3 separate regions of the Mus musculus genome follow, and all the other regions are linked to region 1. Evidence: chromatin contacts called from public promoter capture Hi-C data. All regions are on one chromosome and are shown on one strand. Each heading gives the region's core, a stretch centred on a gene start, on an enhancer-like site or on the middle of the called end of the contact. The rest is flanking DNA. Distances are from core to core; before and after follow the strand shown. Region 1 holds the start of E330032C10Rik (RIKEN cDNA E330032C10 gene). Region 2 holds the start of Tgif1 (TGFB-induced factor homeobox 1). Region 3 holds the start of Lpin2 (lipin 2).

Region 1 (3,189 bases), core at 486-2,985:
TTCGAGCCTGCATCTTACCTTTTCTGTTCTGACCTTCTCTCTGCTTCCTGGTCCGTGTGCTGAGCCGCATTGCTCCTTTAGAGATTCCTTTTGGTCCCTATCAGGGAGGCTCTCAGCCCAACAGTGGTTCCCCCGTGTGTCCTGCCATCTGGCCAGGTGCTGTCTGAGAAAACACTAGGACAATGTTTGCTCCTGTTCTCTCATAAATATCTGGTAGAGTTTTCTAGAGGTATCTCACATGAGATAATCAACAGATGGCGGAATTCCTCTTCTAGTAACACACACACACACACACACACACATACACACACAGAGTAAAACTGTTCTATGTCCCATACTCAGCTTTTGTTTGCTTCAGAAAATAGCTATCTCCACAAAATGGAATATTTATATTAACACATAATAGAGATTATATAAGTACTTAAAACATTTGTTGCAGTAGGTACTGATCGCACGTAATCTGTAACTATTTGAGGTCCTGAACAACTTTTTAGATAGTATAAACAGGTCTCTGACCATGAAAAAAAAAAAAAAGACTATTCTATGTTTTTATTTTCTTTTATAGAGTATTTTTGCTAGTGGTTTTTGAAGACAGAGCTGCACTTCTCCACCCCCACATCCTTCTCCTCTAGAAGCTGCTAGCAGATGAGGAGGTCTCCATCAATTGCCTCGCCCCCACAGAGCCCCATGTGGCCTCAAGAGCCTGTTCCCATCTCAGGCTTGGCTCAGTGCCGGGAAAGCAGGCTCATCCCTGACCTGACACACCAGTAAACACAGGAGGACTTCCCGGAACACACGGGCAGGCAACGCTCTTCACACATCAGAAAAATGAGGCTATCGAAAATGAATTTGACTCGTTTATACATCTTTTTAAGGCATCAGGCATGTAAAATAGCTAATCTGCTTTGAATGGGGCTGTAATAAAAGTGTCATTGTCAAGCTGTCCCCAGAGATCAGGGGACAGCAGATTCCTTTCAACCAGGAGACATAGCTGCTCTCCTGCATCCATCCCACTGTGGTTAGAAAGAACTGGTTTGTGTTGGTCAGTCCAGAGGTATCTTAGCCCCTGGCATGAGAAGCTAATGATAAAACAAGATCTTATATGGGGGCTGGTTTGTTCCTTTGTCTTTTGTTTTTTATTTTTAGCCTGAATGAGGTAGAGGGGATGGTGTGTCTAGGGCACTATCCTATCTCACAGAGAAATCAGATCCAGTCTCTGCCCTCGGGTCTTGTGATACTGCAGGGCTGCACCCAGGACAGGCCTGGAGCAGAGGAGCCACGGCCCCGCAGGACTTCTCAAAGGCCAGCCAGCCACAAGCTGGGGAAACACTCCTCTATTCTCCCACCTGATGAGTAAGAATTATGTGGAGTGTGGGCAGGGCGTGGGCGGAGCCTGGGGGAACCTGGGCGGAGCCTGGGTGGGGTAGACTCTGTTTTCTAAACATCCCAAGTGATGGCCATATAGTACAGAGGAGCTTAGGCTCTCAATTCCAGATGAGGCTTTCCCAGGTCTCCCATAGCAGCCCCCACAGACATTTTATAAACCACGAGGCTCAGTGGAAAAGGGAAACGGACAGTCTTTGTTGAAATACTATTAAAACTTTGAGAAGATAATCACCACACAGAACCCAATATCCTGATGATTACCCAAGTTTCCTCCCACACAGCCTGTCCTTGGTCTTCGGCCAGTTTCCACAGCAGCCTCTTCATCCTGGTGGCTCTGCTAAGTAAGCCCTCAGGAGGCTTCCCCCAGGTGGCTGATAGAGGGGGCTTAGACAACCTGGGAAAGAATGAAGTCATCTCCAGGCAGGGGAGGGGCCAGAGGGAGGGCCTTCTCAGCTCTTTTCAAGCTCCTTTCCTATTCACAATGAGCTTGTGTTTCCTCAAAGCCTGGTTGGGGGGTTAGTCAGTGCTGTCTCCTGGCAGCAGAGCCAACCCCTCATTTGCCTCTGTTCACCATGGTCTTAGTTAGGGTTTCCACTGCTGTGAAGAGACTTCAAGGCAGCAACATGACAGCATCCAGGCAGGCATGGTTGAAGAGGAACTGAGAGTTCTACATCTTCATCTGAAGGCAGATAACAGAAGACTGACTTCCAGGAAGCTAGGAGAAAGTTCTCTCAAAGCCCACCCCCACAGTGACACTCTTTCTCCAACAAAGCGACACCTCCTAACAGTGTCATTCCCTGGGCCAAACATATTAAAAGCACCATAACCATCAGCAATCGCCCACTGCTATCCCTGGCTCATCACCTGTACCCAATAGGAGCTGACCAGGGGGACCGAGTCTACCCTCCAGTCCCTGACAATGACTGCTCAGGAAAGGCACTTCCTGTGGTAATTTCAGTCTTGCAGAATGAAGGAGACGAAAAATAGATTCTCTCTCCGGCCAACCCCTGGGACAAAATGTCAGTGAAAGATGCATCAATGCCCTGGTTGTCAGTAAAGAGAGCCATGACTGGCCACAGGAGACTCGAATGCTCATCTGTCGCTTGAGGGTGTTTTCTGGAAATGGTGCTGTCCACGATACTCTGGGCAGTGAGGAGATAGCCGCCTTGTGGTGTCTGAGTTGATGGCTTGTGCTCAGCGGCTGGGGACACAGGGCCATCAGCCCTGCCTACACACAAGCTTTGGCATCAGGGTTTGTCAAGCCTTGGCACTGGGTTCTACCCCTGATTTACTGTCTCCACCTCTGTCCAGCTAGCTTTATACCCTGGAAGGTGGCACACCATAGTCAGTGGTTTGGGGTTTTTTGTTCTTTTGGGTTTGTGCTTGTTTGTTTCTGTTTCTGAACGGAGTGAACATAAGGGTGCGAAGGGCCAAGACCTCAGCATGCCAGCTTCCTCCTGTTGTATGCCTACGCCCCACATCTAGTAAAGCTCAAACTATTCACAAGTAAAGTCAACTTGCACATTACCTATTGCTTCTAGAACCTCCAAGGCCAAATGCTCACTTTATACACAAGGAGCCAGAGGCCCAAGTTTCAATTCTGATGGTTAACAGCAGCAGACTGGATCCTAATTAGAGTCTGCTGCAGAGCTTGAAAACCCCTGGGGTCCAGACTATCCACCTGAGCCATTAGGATGGGGCATGGCTGTGAGTATTAAAGTGTTACAGTGAACCAGGTGCCAGGTTTGTGGGCCGTGGTCTCAGGGAAGGAAGTAGAGTCAGGGCCTGTGGCCAGGCTGGTAG
Region 2 (3,189 bases), core at 188-2,687, 2.4 Mb after region 1:
CAAGCTTCTTTTTTGACTCGGGGTTTTAACGCGCTCCTCGGAGGGGGCGCGGCGGAGGCTTGCTTTAATTTCCAACATAATCATAAACAGGTTCCAAAGTCTAGCGGGTCATCCTGTGGCCGCCTTACTGTGGCTCGGCTTTAACCTTGTTTTTACGGGTCTGTCTCCTCCTGCCGGATCTCCACCGAGGTCACAAAACCAGAACAGCCACAAAGCCGAAACTGGAGACAGACACCGGCGGTGACGTCGCTGCTCAGCTTATTTACGTTTGGGGTTTTTCCCCCCCTCTATGGGGAAAGTCTTCTGTGACATGTGACAGTTGCTTTTCTTTGCTTTTTTTTTTTTTTTTTTTTTTTTTTTTTTTAAACAACCGGGCATAGGTGAAAACTAGACCCAGAAGTGCGGGCGTGCGCGTCTCGAAGTCAGCCATAACAGCATCTGGCTTGTATTTGGGGAGGGGACGATTCTCGATTCTTCGTTCAACTCTTTGGAGCTCCCCTCTCAAGCAAAATAAACCAATAGGAATGAGTGTTTATTTAATGGCTAGTTTCTGTTTGAAATACTGAAGGGTGTCCTCTGGTGGGATATTAGCACACAAAGTAGACACTGTTTACTGAAACAGATGAGCAGTCCCGGCGTAGTCCCCCATCTTTTTAAAAAGGCGCGTGGGGGTGGGGGAGTCGCAGTGGGGCACACGCGCGCTCTGGCCGTCCCCCTAGCCCAGACGTTTAAAGAGCATGTGAGCATGACAAGTGTCTATTCGCAACGTGTTAGATTTCGAAACTGCCTTGCAATCCAATCCGGAACTCAGAGCTTTAGCCCGGGGGAATAGACATTTGCCCACGGTGACTATGTCTGCCTCCCCCCACCCCCACTGTCGCTGTTGGCAGAAGAGTCCACGAGGAGGAGGGTGCGCTGTGCCGCGCCCGCGTGTCAATGGCAGCTGCGCCTTCTGGAAGAAGTTGATTCTTGTCTGGAATACTTTTCCTTCGGTGCCCCACCCCTTGAATCAGAAGCTGCTGCCTCCGGCGGCTGGAGCAGAGACAGTGAAGTTTGGGGCAGCTGTCAAAAACAAGGATGGGGGTGTCTTTTCTTCTCTGGGGTGGACAGAGGAGATGTCCTTAAACCTCTCTCCATCCTTTACAAACTAAATGCACTCTTCGCTAGCCCGGGGAGGAAAGGCCCCAAAAGAGAAACCAGTGTGGCCGCTGAGAGCTGAGGGATGGAGATGGTGCTCTCGCCACGGGCAGGCAGGCATGACCCTGCTTCTGGGTTCCGCCAGCGCGTAGAGGGACGGGTGATCTCGGCCCCCAGGCCCAGGGTTGTGGAGCTGGAAGGTGCGGGGGAGGGGCAGAGGAGCGCGGCGGGGCGGGCGGGGGACGGGGCGGGCGGTTGGGGGCGGAGGCAGGACCTCCTGTACCTTCCCTCTGCTCTCTCACTCTGACAGCGCCGAGGTGCGCCGAGTGGAGCGGGAAACAAAGGAGCTGAGTAGGGAGGGAGGGAATTGGGCCAGGGAGAACCCCCGGCTGGCTGCCAGAAGATCCCGACTGGAGGAAGCCCAAGTGTCACTTGAATTCCAACCCAGAAGCCAGCGCCTGAGACCGGAGCACCTTGTTTAGCAATAGTGGTTGGAACACTCTCTTGTAAGTTACCGGAGCACTAGTATAGGAGGAGGATCATCGACTACCCTCCCGCCACTCCACGGCTGCTGGCTCCTAGAAACCCCAGCTTCACCTCTCACTGGGACTCGAGTTCCAGAATGAAAAGCAAGAAGGGTAAGGTGGCGGCGGGCTGTGAGCGCCCGGGGCACCAGTGCGGGACATGTGCGGGCCGCGCCGGATCGGGAGAACACTGACTTGATGGGACTTTTCGGACCAGTGGCTCCCCGGCTGGATTGGTGGCTGTTCTCTTTGTTGAGGCTGTGTCTCTGATGGCAGTTGGTGTTCTTTTCCTTCTAGACACAACCCGAGGGGCTGTTGTGGGGAGGCTGAGCCGCGCCACGCTGTTGGCACGTTGTCAAGAACCACGCTCAGCGCCTTGTTTGTACGCCTCCAAGTTTCATTGTCTTCCTGACACCCCATGCTCGGCCCAGGCGCCGCGTGGTTTCTAGTGCCGTTTCTGGGGCAGGGCTTTGCGGTTGATGTTCTAGGAGACCCTGGCACCTCGCTTTTCCCTGTGGGGGGTCCTTGGCGAATTCCAGTCGCCTTACCTTTTGTCTAAAAGTTTGTAGTTCCGGGTGTTCTCTCACTCCTCGCCGGATCCTGGCAATGTTTTTTTTTTTTTTTTTTTTAAAGAGATGTGTTTTTCACTATCAAAGGAATGTGATCCGGGACCCCCACACATATCGCCCTAGGGCGAGCATAGCTTTGGAAAGATGGACTTTAAAATTTTTACTAGTTTCTGAAAGTTTTCCCACGATGAATTTAGGACCGCGTGTGCTGTTAGAACACAAGTACCATGCAGTCGAAAACTGTCCAAGTGTGACAAGCAGGCTTGGTTGTAAGTGCAAAAAGCGAGGCTGTCATTGTTTCCACCAAAGCTTTACAACTAAAACTTGCCGTCAGTCTGGTTTAAAAACAAAACACACTGGGGAGGAAGGGGGGAAAAAAAAAACCCAAAAGGTCAAAGACTGTGAAGTCCCTTTTGAAGCTAACTTTGGAGTCCCTGACTGGGAGGTCCCTCGAGTGTTCCAGTCGTGGACTGGAGTTGGCTTTTTTTGTTGTGATTTATGTGGAGTGGTTCAAAACAGAAGTTAATCGCTTGGAGAAGCGGGCGGGGGGAAGGGGGCGCTGGTGCGCATGCCCGGGAGCTTCCTCGAGTTTGTTACTCCACATTCTTTCAGACCTAGACCGCGACTGCAGTTCCAACGGAACACGGTTATAGCAGCTGCCGCCAAACACGCTTCCTCACGGGGTTTCTCCGCGCTTCCTACCTTAGAGAGTTGGGTGGATGTTATTCTGTGAGAGACCCCGAAACATACGGAACTCATGAAGACCCCGGGTACTTGGTTAAGTAGGCCTCCTTGCTCCTTTCCACCCTGGGACAGTCAGAGTGTGGGCGCTCTGAGTTGGGGGACAGTTTAACTGAGCTCTGGGGAAAACTTAGGGATCTTCTCAAGACCTCTGTCACCCCTTGACGTGGCTGACAGATCTAGACCCCCGTGGGAGGCATTCCGCTCCAATAGCACCT
Region 3 (3,189 bases), core at 383-2,882, 2.1 Mb after region 1:
ACTGCTTGCAGCTTCTTCTCTTCACTCAAGAAGCCCCAACCAAAGCTCTTCTAAAAGCCAGCCTCTGTGCTTAGTAATAAACAGCTATTGGAGTCTTGCCTGCGGGGATCCTGTGCCCAGTGCAGGGGATAGTCCAGTCAGTAAACCAAAACGCACAAGGCTAAGCAAGGAGAACAAGCATACAGCCATTCAAGAAACAAAGCTCCGACCTTTATCCCTTTATCTGCTTAACTGCACTTGGCGTTCAAGGGTTTTCAAATGCTCCCATTTCCAGAGCCTCTTAAGCATACAGCTGCTCTGCCGAATCTCAATTTTGCCACAAACGCGAAAGTAGACCCAGCCATTTCATTTCTAGCATGCTACAGCTATTCTGCTACTACCTCGAACTTGAAGATCGCTGGGGCCGATAAACCACAATCAAGAACACATTTAACTAGGAGGAAGCCCGTAGGAGGCTACCCACGGGCAATGTGAGAGGGCACACCGGGCAGGGCAGCCCAACGAGGGCTAAAACACCTGTTTCCTCCCACACTTGGTGGCTGGCTGGGTTGCTAACCCAGTCTAGCAATACCTGCCACGATTCGTAGTTTTAAGCCAGTGAAAGCAATCAATGTCGGATCAACACAGACACTAACCGGCAAATGATCCCAAAATAGATTTCAAAATTCAACTTGTGTTATCATAACGTTTTAAATTAGTGAGGCGAGGTTCGGTACCAACTTAACCAGCATCCCTACTGCTGGGCAAATGAGCTTCAGCGCCATGCAAGAGCCTCAGTTTCCATTTTTAATTTTTTTTTAAGTCTCAAAGATGCATTAAAATAAGTGTGTGGCCGCTTGTTCAGTAATCCCTCAGTGCCTCTCCAAGTATCCTGCGTTCCAGTACTTTCTGAAAGCGAGGGCGATCTTCCTAGTCTTGTTCTGCATAATTATGGCTCCGAAACGCCATCCTAAATTTGAATGAAAATAATTTTCTTAGGCTGGGGTGGATCCGCGGCGCTCAAAACTGGGCCTCAGAGCTCCGGTTCCCACAGCCGACAGAACCTTCCAGGGCCCCGGGGGTCGCCGGCAACAGGCTACTCACATCTAAACCAGGTCCGCGGCCTGCAGGAGGCGGCGGCGACGGCGACGGCGGCGGCGGGCAAGCCAACGGCCTGAGGGAATAACTGCACCTCGCCAGTCCCGGCCGGGGGATGACCGCGACCGCGCGCCGGCGTCCGCTCCCCTCCCCCAGGCCCGGGGCTGCGGTCCCCGGGCGCGCCGCCCGCGGCTCGGAGGACCGCTGCCGACGTGAGGGTCTCCGCAGACGCCCGCGCGTCCTCAGGCGGCGCGGCCGCGGCTACGTGGCCCACGCGAGGCGAGGCCGCGAGCGGGGACGCGGCCCCCCGGGAAGCCCCGGCGCTGTCTCCGGCCCGCTTACCTGCGGCACCGCGCGCGGCTCTCACTCGGCGGACTGTTGTGCAGCCCCGCAGGGATGCCCCAAGAAGCGGGGGAGCAGGGGGCGGGGCCGCCGCCTCCGAAGCCGCGGGCTACAGCGGAGCCCGCCGGGCCTCATGAATGGGACGCGGCGGCGGCAGCAGCGGCGGCGGCGGCCGAGCTGGCGGTAGACTGCGCGCACGCCCCGCCCCGGCCCGGCCACGTGACGCGAGCTCCGCCCCCGCCGGCCGCGCGCCTGGAGCCCTGGGCCCCTCCGGGGAGAGAGCAGCTCGACGCCGGCGCCGGCCTCAGAAGGGCGCTTTAAAAAAAAGTTTCCTCCGGTCCCCATGGCAACCTTGCGGCGCTGCGTCGGGCTTCAGAGTCCAGCTACCAAAAAAGAGTGCAAACGGTCTGCTGCATAATGGTGTCCCCGCGTAACGCGAGTGCACCATCATGGGATCACTGCAGAACCCGTATCTTTCCTTATTTACCCTTGGAGCTCGGTGATAACACCGCCTACTTAAAAAGTGCACTTTAACGGCTGCAGCTGCGAGTGTTAGTGACGGCGGCTGTTTTTCGTCTTGTATATCTGCAGCTGGTTCTTTCGATGGAAGGCCATGGCATCACTTCTAAATGCTTGTTAATTTCTTCGTGCTCACCGCGAGCATGAACAGTGTGACACAGTCTTCCGGCCGCTGAGCCATGCATTTATACAAACTCTCTCCGGTATGGGCCTGGGCACAGCAGTTTCTTTGCAACAATGAAGCGCGGTGAGCATAGTCTGTGCTGGGACCCGGGAAACCTTTCGTTTCCCTGCCTAAGTACCGCCGTGTGGAATTCAACCAGATTGCCTCAGTAGTTACCAAGGTCCACAGAGACACCCAAACCTACTGGGATTTTTCACTTCAGCGTGGCTCTTCATCTGATCTACCAGTGAAAGAAATGTTTTCAAGGTTGAAAGTTTCCCGTAAATGCTCGAGAAATACTACTCCTCCGCTGTGGGGAAGTGCAATTAAACCCAGAGAACCCAGTCCTCAATCCCCAAGTCAATGCACTGGGAACAGCTACACCTTCATTCCCATTGGGAGCCCAATGTAGCTTGCAGCCCAGACTGTAGAACACGCTGTTACTGTTTGTTCTCTAGCTTCTCATTCTTGACTTTTCCTGTTTCTCTCGGGATAGTTTCATTACCTCCTACCTTGGGAGGGAAATATTCTCACGCTTCCTTCCTCTCATCATGCAGAAAGCAGCAGACAACCCGCCCTTCCTCTGTCACCGCCCCCTCTGGGCTTTGACACCTTACTCAGAAGGATTGGTTCATGTTTATAGTATTTTCCTCATTCTCTAGTGGCTGCCTGCTTCATGCTACTACTGAGGCAGAAGAGGAACTAATTAAATATTTGTTGACTGTTCCTCGACTTCCCCCAGCTGATACCTGTAAAGTTGGGGCACACCCAACTCCCATCTGCTTCACTGCCCAGAGTCTTTCCTCACCTTCTGACCCTACCACCTTCCAGTTTCATGGCCAAGAACCTTCCCCCACCAATCATCGGTCTGCTAGTCTAGATGTATCTTTCATTTCAAAGAGAGAAGACCTTGTTGCCCCTAATGTAGTTTGGCCCGAGATGTTTTGACTCTAGAGTTGCAAGCTGTCTTGATGTTTTGTTTAAGAATATCTTTCTGTGTCCTTTCGGGGTTTCCCCACCGTGCACTGCAGCCTCTCCTTACAAGCCATGGAACGGCATATTCTTTTGTTTGTTTGTTTGTTTTTGTT

The links. Promoter capture Hi-C pulls out the DNA fragments that hold promoters and counts their contacts.
Region 2: a contact with region 1 is called in a promoter capture Hi-C map of pre-B cells, with 7 times the contacts expected there. The contact joins the promoter of Tgif1 here to the promoter of E330032C10Rik in region 1. A contact is called at or near these places in 1 of 39 promoter capture datasets (pre-B cells) and 1 of 484 Hi-C or Micro-C datasets (B cells).
Region 3: a promoter capture Hi-C map of pre-B cells shows a contact between it and region 1, with 5 times the contacts expected there. The contact joins the promoter of Lpin2 here to the promoter of E330032C10Rik in region 1. A contact is called at or near these places in 4 of 39 promoter capture datasets (the 3T3-L1 cell line, hippocampal neurons, liver and 1 more) and 1 of 115 datasets of contacts at active chromatin or transcription factors (large pre-B cells).

What each region holds. Positions count from the first base shown.
Region 1 is chr17:73,249,532-73,252,720 of GRCm38.p6, reverse strand. It overlaps E330032C10Rik (RIKEN cDNA E330032C10 gene), which reads right to left and starts at 1,735. Exons shown (of 4, transcript NR_167655.1): 1 at 19-1,735.
Region 2 is chr17:70,849,458-70,852,646 of GRCm38.p6, reverse strand. Tgif1 (TGFB-induced factor homeobox 1) reads left to right here and starts at 1,437. Exons shown (of 3, transcript NM_009372.3): 1 at 1,437-1,775. The coding sequence starts at 1,760.
Region 3 is chr17:71,181,975-71,185,163 of GRCm38.p6, reverse strand. It overlaps Lpin2 (lipin 2), which reads right to left and starts at 1,632. Exons shown (of 20, transcript NM_001357791.1): 1 at 1,420-1,632.